Regions from separate parts of the Zea mays genome. Here regions 2 and 3 are each linked to region 1. The links are chromatin contacts, called in public Hi-C maps. All regions are on one chromosome and are shown on one strand. The core of a region is the stretch at or near the end of the contact, and the rest is flanking DNA. Distances in the headings are between cores, read along the strand shown.

The links. Hi-C and Micro-C count contacts between places; a contact is called where the count stands out from the background.
Region 2: a Hi-C map of ear shows a contact between it and region 1, with 3 times the contacts expected there. The contact joins the promoter of LOC100283030 here to the enhancer-like site in region 1. A contact is called at or near these places in 4 of 25 Hi-C or Micro-C datasets (ear, leaf and tassel).
Region 3: a contact with region 1 is called in a Hi-C map of tassel, with 2.8 times the contacts expected there. The contact joins two enhancer-like sites. A contact is called at or near these places in 3 of 25 Hi-C or Micro-C datasets (endosperm, leaf and tassel).

The regions. Positions count from the first base shown.
Region 1 is chr9:103,034,421-103,037,554 of Zm-B73-REFERENCE-NAM-5.0, reverse strand. No RefSeq gene overlaps it. Among protein-coding and RNA genes, the nearest start is that of LOC100284102, 15 kb to the left of the region's middle. Within about 2 kb of position 1,639, at least 18 of the 20 cell types and tissues checked have an H3K27ac peak or open chromatin away from gene starts, as enhancers often do. A contact at or near this core is called in ear, leaf and tassel, where this site is marked.
Region 2 is chr9:102,853,818-102,856,951 of Zm-B73-REFERENCE-NAM-5.0, reverse strand. LOC100283030 (Amino acid transporter-like protein) reads left to right here and starts at 1,563. Exons shown (of 6, transcript NM_001155932.2): 1 at 1,563-1,774; 2 at 2,453-2,888. The coding sequence starts at 2,465.
Region 3 is chr9:102,894,811-102,897,944 of Zm-B73-REFERENCE-NAM-5.0, reverse strand. No RefSeq gene overlaps it. Among protein-coding and RNA genes, the nearest start is that of LOC103638758, 19 kb to the left of the region's middle. Within about 2 kb of position 1,439, at least 18 of the 20 cell types and tissues checked have an H3K27ac peak or open chromatin away from gene starts, as enhancers often do. A contact at or near this core is called in leaf and tassel, where this site is marked.

The sequences.
Region 1 (3,134 bases), core at 390-2,889:
CGACACAGGCAGAGTGGGTTAGGGACGGGTATCGCTATAACACACTCCAAGGGCTAGAAATACCTCTGGATCGAGTCAGATTCAACATATGTTGTTTTTATTAATATTAATAAGCCAATGGCATCTAGGTAAATTGCTTACTCTTATTGTGACTAATAGTTGGCTTATTCACCAATTCGATGTAAATAATGTGTTCTTGTAGTAATTATTGACCCGCAATAATTCAAGGCCCTGGTACGAGCCATGATTTTTTACCCAAAACCTGACTCAACCCGAAAAATCCAACCCAAAGCTAAAAAACCGACCCAACCCGAAAAACCCCCTGACCCGACACGTCAAACAGGGAGGCATGGGCCAATCCGACCCAACCCCGTCTACGACCCGACCTTGACTCGACCCGAACTCGATTCAACCCGACGTTTGAATATGTATAGTTCACAGTACGCGGTTGTCGGTGTTAATGACCCGACTGCTCACCACGGGGTTACCCACGTGATGCTTTTGGGCAGGACGACGTCGTTGATTGCGACTTGATGGTTCGTGTCGATGCACGTCGGATCACACAAGGGTTTATATAGGTTCGAGCCGCTAGAATGTGTAACACCCTACTTCCTGCCGAGGCTGAGTATTTTGAGTATCACTGGTGTACTCGAGTTATAAATGAGACGTGGGCGATGGAGAGTGAGTTCTGTTGATCTAGTGGCGGCGTGGTTGCTCTGAGAGGGCTAATGGGCTATGAGGTGGTGACAAGATGAGATGTGATGAGAGATGGATTCGTTGGGGTACCCCTCGTCCTTATATAGATGACTAGAGGTTTATCCCTTTACAAGTCGTGATCGCCATACAACTCTACCTAAATCCTCCTTTTAACGCAGCATGCATTTACGCTTATCTGACATTCAGTTGCCCTTAACCTGAGTTGTCTCCGAATATCTAGCACTTCGGGTACGCCCAACCTCCCTGTCCGAGGTATCAGCGCATGACTCGGTCATCTGGTCTTAGCCTCCCCGGGTCGAGCGCTCAATCTCCCTGCCCGATGTAACACCCTGAAATCCTATTCTGGAATTTAGTGAAACTTTTCAAATGATCTAAACCAAAATGTCTTTTAATAAAATATTCTTACCTTTAAAAACTATTTTCCTAAAACAAATAAATGGTAATGTTAATCTTTGAATGTTCAATTTTAGTTTTTTTTGAAACTCAGAAAATAAGTAATGGAATAAATCTTCATTAATTATTTGGCCTTTTTATGAATTATGTATTATAAAAAGCATTTATTTAAATAAAAAAAATAAGTAAGTAAATAAAATATGTACTTGCGTCATGTCGGGCTTTGAGTTGTGCATGTGGTTTGAATTTAAATATCAAAACCCAGTTGAATTTGGAAACTTGAAGTACGACATTGAACACAGGAAAGAAAGAGAAATAGGAATGAAAAAAAGGAGAAACCAGCGCTTGGCCCAACTCTCCTCACTTCAGCCCATTTTAGCTCTGCTCTCGCCGTCAGCCCAGTTATCCTCTCACTACTCCCACGTGCGACGGCCCACTCCAAAATGTGACAGCCAGCCTTGCTTCGTGGCCCACACGGGTGTGTCCCGGTCACAACTACCAGGACATGCGCCAATGCACGTCGAGCGGGTGGGCGCTGCGGGCGCAGACGCCCAATCGTGCGCTCGTACCCATGTCGGCGTGACACGGAGCCGGCATCAGCCACCAGCCGTTCGGATCCTAGCTCTCGTGTTCGTTCGCTCGGTCATGGAGCGTGGGGTCGTGTTGTCAGCCGCCGTTCACAAGAGATCGTTCACCATCGTGTGGGACCCCGATGATAGGCTCACGTTCCTGTGCATCTTCTCGCCGCGAACCCGGGGCTGGCACAACAGAAATTTGTTACGAACTACCATAACCGCCGAGTTTGTTGGGATTTGATCCTAGGACCCCGGTAGGCACCTACCCCGAGTATATATATATATAGGTAGATATAACCGGGTCTTAGACTTTTAATAGTTAAATGAAGTCCAGATCGATCACTCCTGCAACCTGGTTCAACCTAGCGCACCGACTGGATCAGTCTGTCGGTTGCATCACTCGTGCCCACGTCTGTGCGCGCAAAAAAAGAAAATGCATGCATGAGTCAAACACGTCTCCTTGTATACGCGTAAATTTAGGAAAAATATGTGTGGCGGGTTTTATTTTTAAATACTTTATTTTTTCCATAAATTTACGATCGCTGCAACAACCATACAGCTAGAATCATAAGGACCATTTTATGATATATACTGCTACTAAATATGCTACATTGTGTAGATAATTATGCAATTCGGTATAATGCGTAAAAATCTGTTACCAGCTGCATGCACATGAATTTATGATGAAAATAATGTGCAATGAAAGGAAATAAATTACATGCATTGTCGGGGACCATAATTAGGGGTACCCTCAAGACTCCTAATTCTCAGCTGTTAACCCCCATCAGCATAAAGCTGCTAAGGCCTGATGGGTGCGATTAAGTCAGGGATCGGTCCATTCGAGCGACTCGATCACGCCTCGCCCGAGCCTAGCCTCGGACAAGGGCAGCCGACCCCGGAGGATTTCCGTCTCGCCCGAGGCCCTCCTCCGACGGCGAACATATTTCCGGCTCGCCCGAGGCCCTGCCTTCGCTAAGAAGCAACCCTGACTAAATCGCCGCACCGACCGACCAAATCGCAGGAGCATTTAACGCAAAGGTGGCCTGACACCTTTATCCTGACGCGCGCCCCCCGGCAGACCCGAAGTGACCGCCGTCACTTCACCGCTCCACTGACCGGCCTGACAGAAGGACAGCGCCGCCTGCGCCACTCCGACTGCAGTGCCACTTGACAGAGTGAGACTGACAGGCACTCAGGCCCTGCCAAAGGCACCATAGGAAACTCCGCTCCGCCCGACCCAGGGCTCGGACTCGGGCTAAGTCCCGGAAGACGGCGAACTCCGCTCCGCCCGACCCAGGGCTCGGACTCGGGCTAAGTCCCGGAAGACGGCGAACTCCGCTCCGCCCGACCCAGGGCTCGGACTCGGGCTCAGCCCCAGAAGACGGCGAACTCCGCTCCGCCCGACCCAGGGCTCGGACTCGGGCTCAGCCCTAGAAGACGACGAACTCC
Region 2 (3,134 bases), core at 314-2,813, 180 kb after region 1:
ATCGGATTGTCCGGTGGCCCACATGTCAGAAGCTCCAACGGTCGAACTATAACGGTTGGGTGACGTGGCTGGCGCATCCGATAGTGTCCGGTGGCGCACCAGACTGTCTGGTGCGCCCGTCGACAGCAGAGTTCCCCAACGACCATTTTGGTGGTTGGGGCTATAAATCCCCCCAACCACCACTCTTTAAGGCACCCAAGCATTCACTACTCCTCATTCAATACAACAGCAATACACAACACTCCAAGACACAAATCAAAGCCTCCGATCAAATCAAAGTCCACAATTCAACTCTAGTTTTTAGGACTTGTGAGGAGATCGACTTGTGTTCTTTTGTTGTTCTTGTTGCTTGGTTCGCTTTCTTTTTTCTCTTATTCTTACTCTCAAAGCCTTGTAAGCAAAGCAAGATACACCAATTGTGTGGTGGTCCTTGCGGGGTCTAAGTGACCCGGGAAATCAAGGAAGGAAGCTCACTCGGTCTAAGTGACCGTTTGAGAGAGGGAAAGGATTGAAAGAGACCCGGTCTTTGTGACCACCTCAACGGGGAGTAGGTTTGCAAGAACCGAACCTCGGTAAAACAAATCACCGTGTCATGCGTTCTTATTCGCTTGTGATTTGTTTTTGCCCTCTCTTTCGGACTCGATTATATTTCTAACGCTAACCCCGGCTTATAGTTGTGCTTAAACTCTATAAATTTCAGATTTGCCTATTCACCCCCCTCTAGGCGACTTTCAAATAGCCACGACTATATTGTAACCCTCATCGATATAGTGGAAAACTCAATTTGTCACCTAGTGACAAACCTGAGCAACCAGAGGAAGAAGTTGAAATAGATTCCAAGACAAGTTAGCTAACTCCAATGTAGATGTATACAATCATTTCAGGCTTGGTCGAACCACAGGATAAGTCACTTGTCTCTTGTTTGATTTCTTATTTGTACTTCTCTACTTATCTTTGATATACACTATTCTTGAATTGCAAGATCTTTTGAGATAGAGACTGGTATTTCGCTACGATTTAATCGAGCTGATCTTCATTTCGGTGTGATCTATACTTTGAGTAGAGTAAGAAAATTCTAGTTTTTGGATTAACTTTATATTGGACTATTCACCTCCCTTTAGGGTCTGTTCGTTTCTGCAGGAACGCACCAAGAATTGTTCCTATTGATCAAAACTTAAACAAATTAGAGAAGTAATCCGGTTCGGAATAGTTCCGGTACTCCGTTCCATAACAACCGAACGGGCCCTTAGGGGTATCAGATCCGTTTTCCCTCAAAGGAAACTTTCAATGTAAAAATAAAAACATTGGAGGAGTTATTTGGATTGACCATGTTCGTTTTCTTCTCTCACTGGTCAATGATCCAATCAGATTTTCAGAAGCTTACTTATCTTTATAAAACAATACAATATTTATAAAACAATACAAAATAATGGTTTGAATGATACGAGCACCACCTCGCCCTCGCCAGATTCCAAAGGGAGTGGGCCAGGCAAAGTCGGCTCTTGCGTCGACATCGACGGGGAGAAACAGCTGTGGGCAGGCGATGAACTGTAGCGCGTGACAGTGAGGGGATTTGGTTGGATCCAATGTTTGGTCGGTCTGCTTGCATCACCTGGTTGCAGCTCTGCATTTTCTGGCTATAAAGCGACGGGGCCCTTGCGCTGGGCGCGGAGACTGGAGAGGGCGAGAGTCCTCCCATCCACAAGTTCTTAGCTTTTGCGAGATTGAGATCCGGCTGGGGACAGACCGACAGAGGAAGGTGAATTGTGGGAAAGTGCGTGCTCTCGGCTCTTTTCCCGTCTTCCTTGCCTTGTGGTTTTGTTTTGGAAGAGAGGATTCTTGCTTGGGTAGGATTGGGTAATTTGAGAGTTCATTTCTCGGGATTTTGTGGCTGTACGAGGCTTTTCTGAGGCCAATTTAAGTAGATGAAAGTTGTTCATTTGAGTTTGAGTTGTTGAGTTATGTGCTATCTGCAATGTTGTATTGTTTCATAGAGTAGTTGTTTGTTGATGTGAATTGTGTTGGAAAAATGAATTTTGGGCGTGCTTTAGCCGACCTACTTAACTAGTATCTACACCAAGACGATCCTGTACCCTTAAGATTTGTTATTAGGCCCTTTGCTTTGGCTGTCCTCTTACTTTTGTTTCAGGAAGTTTTTTTGTGTGCATACTGTTTGACTATGAATGGAAGACGTGTTATCGGATTGTTTTGTTCATATAATGGATCTATATATTTCATTGCTTTAAGGCACTGTTCATACATAATTACATGTATGAGAAGGTTTGTTCTGAGTAAACAATATATAGAAATGGAAATCAAAATAGAGAGTGCATAACTCAAGGCAACCTAGATCTCATCATAGTAATATTCTAGTAAGAAAACAATTGTAACTGGCTATTCAAATCAGTGATTTATTGCACCAAGTTTCTGACTTAAAAATTTTCACATCCAGGAGGACAGAAAAATGGGGATTGGAGATGGATCTTCAAATGGGAACCAGCAACCGGTGCATAAGGAAATACGAGATGAGACCACACCACTTCTTCCAGTCAAGGTGGAGGAGGACGAGGGGTTTCATGAGTTCAATGGAGCTTCATTCTCTGGGGCAGTTTTCAATCTGTCGACCACCATAGTTGGGGCTGGAATTATGGCTCTTCCAGCAAGTATCAAGATGCTGGGCATCATCCCGGGGATTCTGTTGATCATCCTTGTGGCACTGCTCACAGAGGCATCCATCGACATGCTTGTAAGGTGCAGCCACCAGGGCAAGATTACATCATATGGGTGGCTGATGGGCGAGGTTTTCGGGCAGTGGGGGAGAATTGCGCTGCAGGCCTCCGTCATCATAAACAATGTTGGCGTGCTAATTGTTTACATGATTATCATTGGTACTCTTAAACTCAGCACTCTACATCTAATCTTATTTTTGAAAATTTGAGATGCACACTAAAATGACTCGGTATGAGTAGTTATCCCAGTATACTTTTTATTCATTCAGCCCAGTATACTTTTTAGTCCTTTTTACCTGAGATCATGACACACTCTTTTTGAGCATGCCTCTGGAGCCCCAAATCAATTTTTCCTAAGGATGTTCATATACAATATTTTTTTTAAAAAAATTCGTTCCATAGCTT
Region 3 (3,134 bases), core at 190-2,689, 140 kb after region 1:
TTGCCTTCAATGAGCTCCTGCTCAGCAACTTCTATTTGCTGAACACCAGGATCCTCAGCCACTTACTCTTCTACTCGCCACAATACAAACAAGCATAGTATAAAGGGGAACTTAACATCACGCCAAACATGTAAACAAAATACATATTAATAATCTACATATTAAAATAAGATCATAGGAACAAGAATAATTAATTTTGGAGTTATGGATTTTAAGTTATGGATTTCCAAAGATTCTATGTGCCTTGTACATGATTAATTAAGATATCAATTTTAATGTGGCTTTCATGTCAAAATAGTGGCACTATTTGATAAACAATAATATTACAAAATTATAGAAACTGGAATGGATCAATTTGGACTAAGTATGAACTTTATATGAATTAAACAAGTTCTAGCATTTATTTTTACATTAAAAATCTATTTTCAAATCAATTTCTCTGATTTACCAACTCCCTGGTCTGCGCGCATAATTCTCGAGAAGGGCAGGGGCCTCTGCGCAAGCTTCCTAAGACTCAGTGAACAGTCCTGTGGATTGCAGGTTGATACTCAATAAACCCATGGGTTCTTTAATAAAATTGCCGAGGCCGAAGGGGTATCTACGGATCTGGGCCGTCGGATTAGGAACCGAGCGTTCAGATTAAATCACCAACAGGGGCAAAGCGGTACGTTGCGTAGGCCACCGGATCAGAGATCTACGGTCACGATTTAATGAGGCCAGATCTAATCCGAGCCCAGGGATCGCAGATCTACGGTCACGATTCAATCATGCGAACGGGTACATGATTGTCTAATCTCGGCCATTGCGCAGAAGATCAACGACCACGAGCTCATCCCCTCTGCTGATGGCCACCCCACGGCGGTGCGCCATGACCGGCGGAGCTAATCCCTGCATTCTCGCGCCCGTTTTCTAATTCGGCTTAGCTAAATAATGTGGAAGGCATAACGAGGACAGGGTAGGCTTATTACTGGTGATTGATGTCTCGGTGACGCCGACCATGGTGTACGGTGGGGCCACGAGGAAACGTGGTCGTCGGCGAGAAATTGCGGCACGATCAGCCGATCTCTGCCCTCCTGAGATGGTCGCACACAAGCGGTACAATAAGGCGAACCCCCAGAGTGGTATTCCCAGGCCACAGCAGCTGCGTGGCACTCGGTCGACGGCGGCGGTCCAGACCCGAGCTTGCGACGCGGTAGCAGCAATGGGTTTCACCGAAATACGAGCGCAAGTGGGCGAGAAGATAGCTGGGGGAGGAATGGGTCACGGGAGCGCCCATTTATTCCCCGGGGTCCCAGTTCGGAGAGAGAGGGAGGTCGCCCACGATCCTGGCCATGGCGGCGATATCTGTGCCATCCGTTGCGAGAAAGGGGGGAAGACACAGGCGCACAGGTCTAACTATGGTGGGTGGGTCCCATCGCACAGCGAGCCAACACAGACGCAACGTGGGCGTGGCGTGCGGCGTGGGTGAGGATGATGGGCTGGACCCGCATGTCAGCATCACAGTACGTATCACAGGCGACGTGTTTTGCCGCTGATAGCGTGGGGCCCGCATGTCGGCGCACATTTCTGCTAGTTGGGCTGCGCGATGAAGTTAGAAGTGGGCCGAATTGGCGCCCAGGGCCCAGGTAAACTTCCCTTCTCTTTTTCTTTTTCTATTTTCTTTTCCCTTTTTGTTTTTAGAATTCAAATTTGAACTTAAATTTGGTTAAGAGATTCATCAATGATCAAAGTGTACCAATTCAAATTTTAGAGTAAAGAAATATATTCTTATTTATATATTTTATTTTACCTCATTTGTTTAGTATCTCCTTCTCTTTTCTCAAATTCTAAAATTTCTTTTAGATCTCAAATTCCAATTTGGACATTATTATATTTCTTTTTATATTATTTTTATATTGTCAGAAAATGCACACAAAATGAAAACCCAGCATGATGCACATATTGTTTTTGGTGTCATTAATTAATTAATGCCCTTTTGATGTGATTATTCACATGTGATAATAAATAGATGTAACAACATATATGTAATCCAACTATGTTTCCATTTTACATTTTTGGGTATTACATGTGCTACCGAAGCATAATTGATTTAGATGCACTTTTGTTCAAAGAAGTCGAAGAATTAAGCACCGGTGAAGTTTGAACCCAGATTTGTGATGATGTTGTTGGGTATCCCACCCCTAAAGATAATCTCCTGGATGAACTCTACCACCTTGGTCAAGGCCAGAGTGGCTATTGTCTTGTACTCTATCCATTTTGTAAACTAGTCAATAGCTACCAACACGTGTGTATATCCTCTCTGAGCTTTATTGAATGGCCCGATCATGTCTAGCCCCCATCATGCGAAGGGCCAGGTGACCGGAATAGTCTGTAATTGTTGTGCTGACAAATCTTTTTGCTTACGGATCTCTGGATACCGGTTCGTGTTGGCGCCCCTACCTCTGGGCCCTGCTTGTCGGTCGCGCTGCGCCCCAGGTGCTAGGTCCGACAGATCAACCCGTCCTCACCCCCGAGTCGCTGACCGCCCTGGCTCACCTATCAGTGCGCGCGCGCCCGCACGCTCGCTCGTGGATCTGTTCTCGGCCGTTGATCTGCAATCAGATGGCCGAGAACACCTGATACCCCTTCGCCTGGTCATTTTGTTAAAGAGACCCCAGCTTCTTAGAAATAAACCCGTCGTCCTTGTTTCTTTCGCCTGAGCCCCTGGTTTCTTGCAGAGAGACCCCTGGACTTTATTTTAATCACATAAATGGGTATAAATTAGGGGTTTTGAGTTCTAAAACTTCCAAAATTCATTACTTTGTCATATGAACTCCAAAGTGGATGGTTCAAATTGCAAAATGTTCATTATGTTATTTTCCATCTGTTTAAGTTATGTTCATCTAATGTTTCCGTGTCTCAATTTTATAGTTGGTCTCTAGGTTAGAATAAGACTATGGGAATTTTATTAGAAATAAAATAAAGATAAAACCCTAATGAGTGTTCAAGTGCCTAACTTTGTAGACCCAACCCCATTTAATGTATGATCCCATCCCTGGAATAACTTTATTTAAGTAAGTAATTGTCTAAGATAGACCTAGTTAGAGAACAATATACCACTTGGCATGATGGCCTACCCTAAAACCTAGAATGCA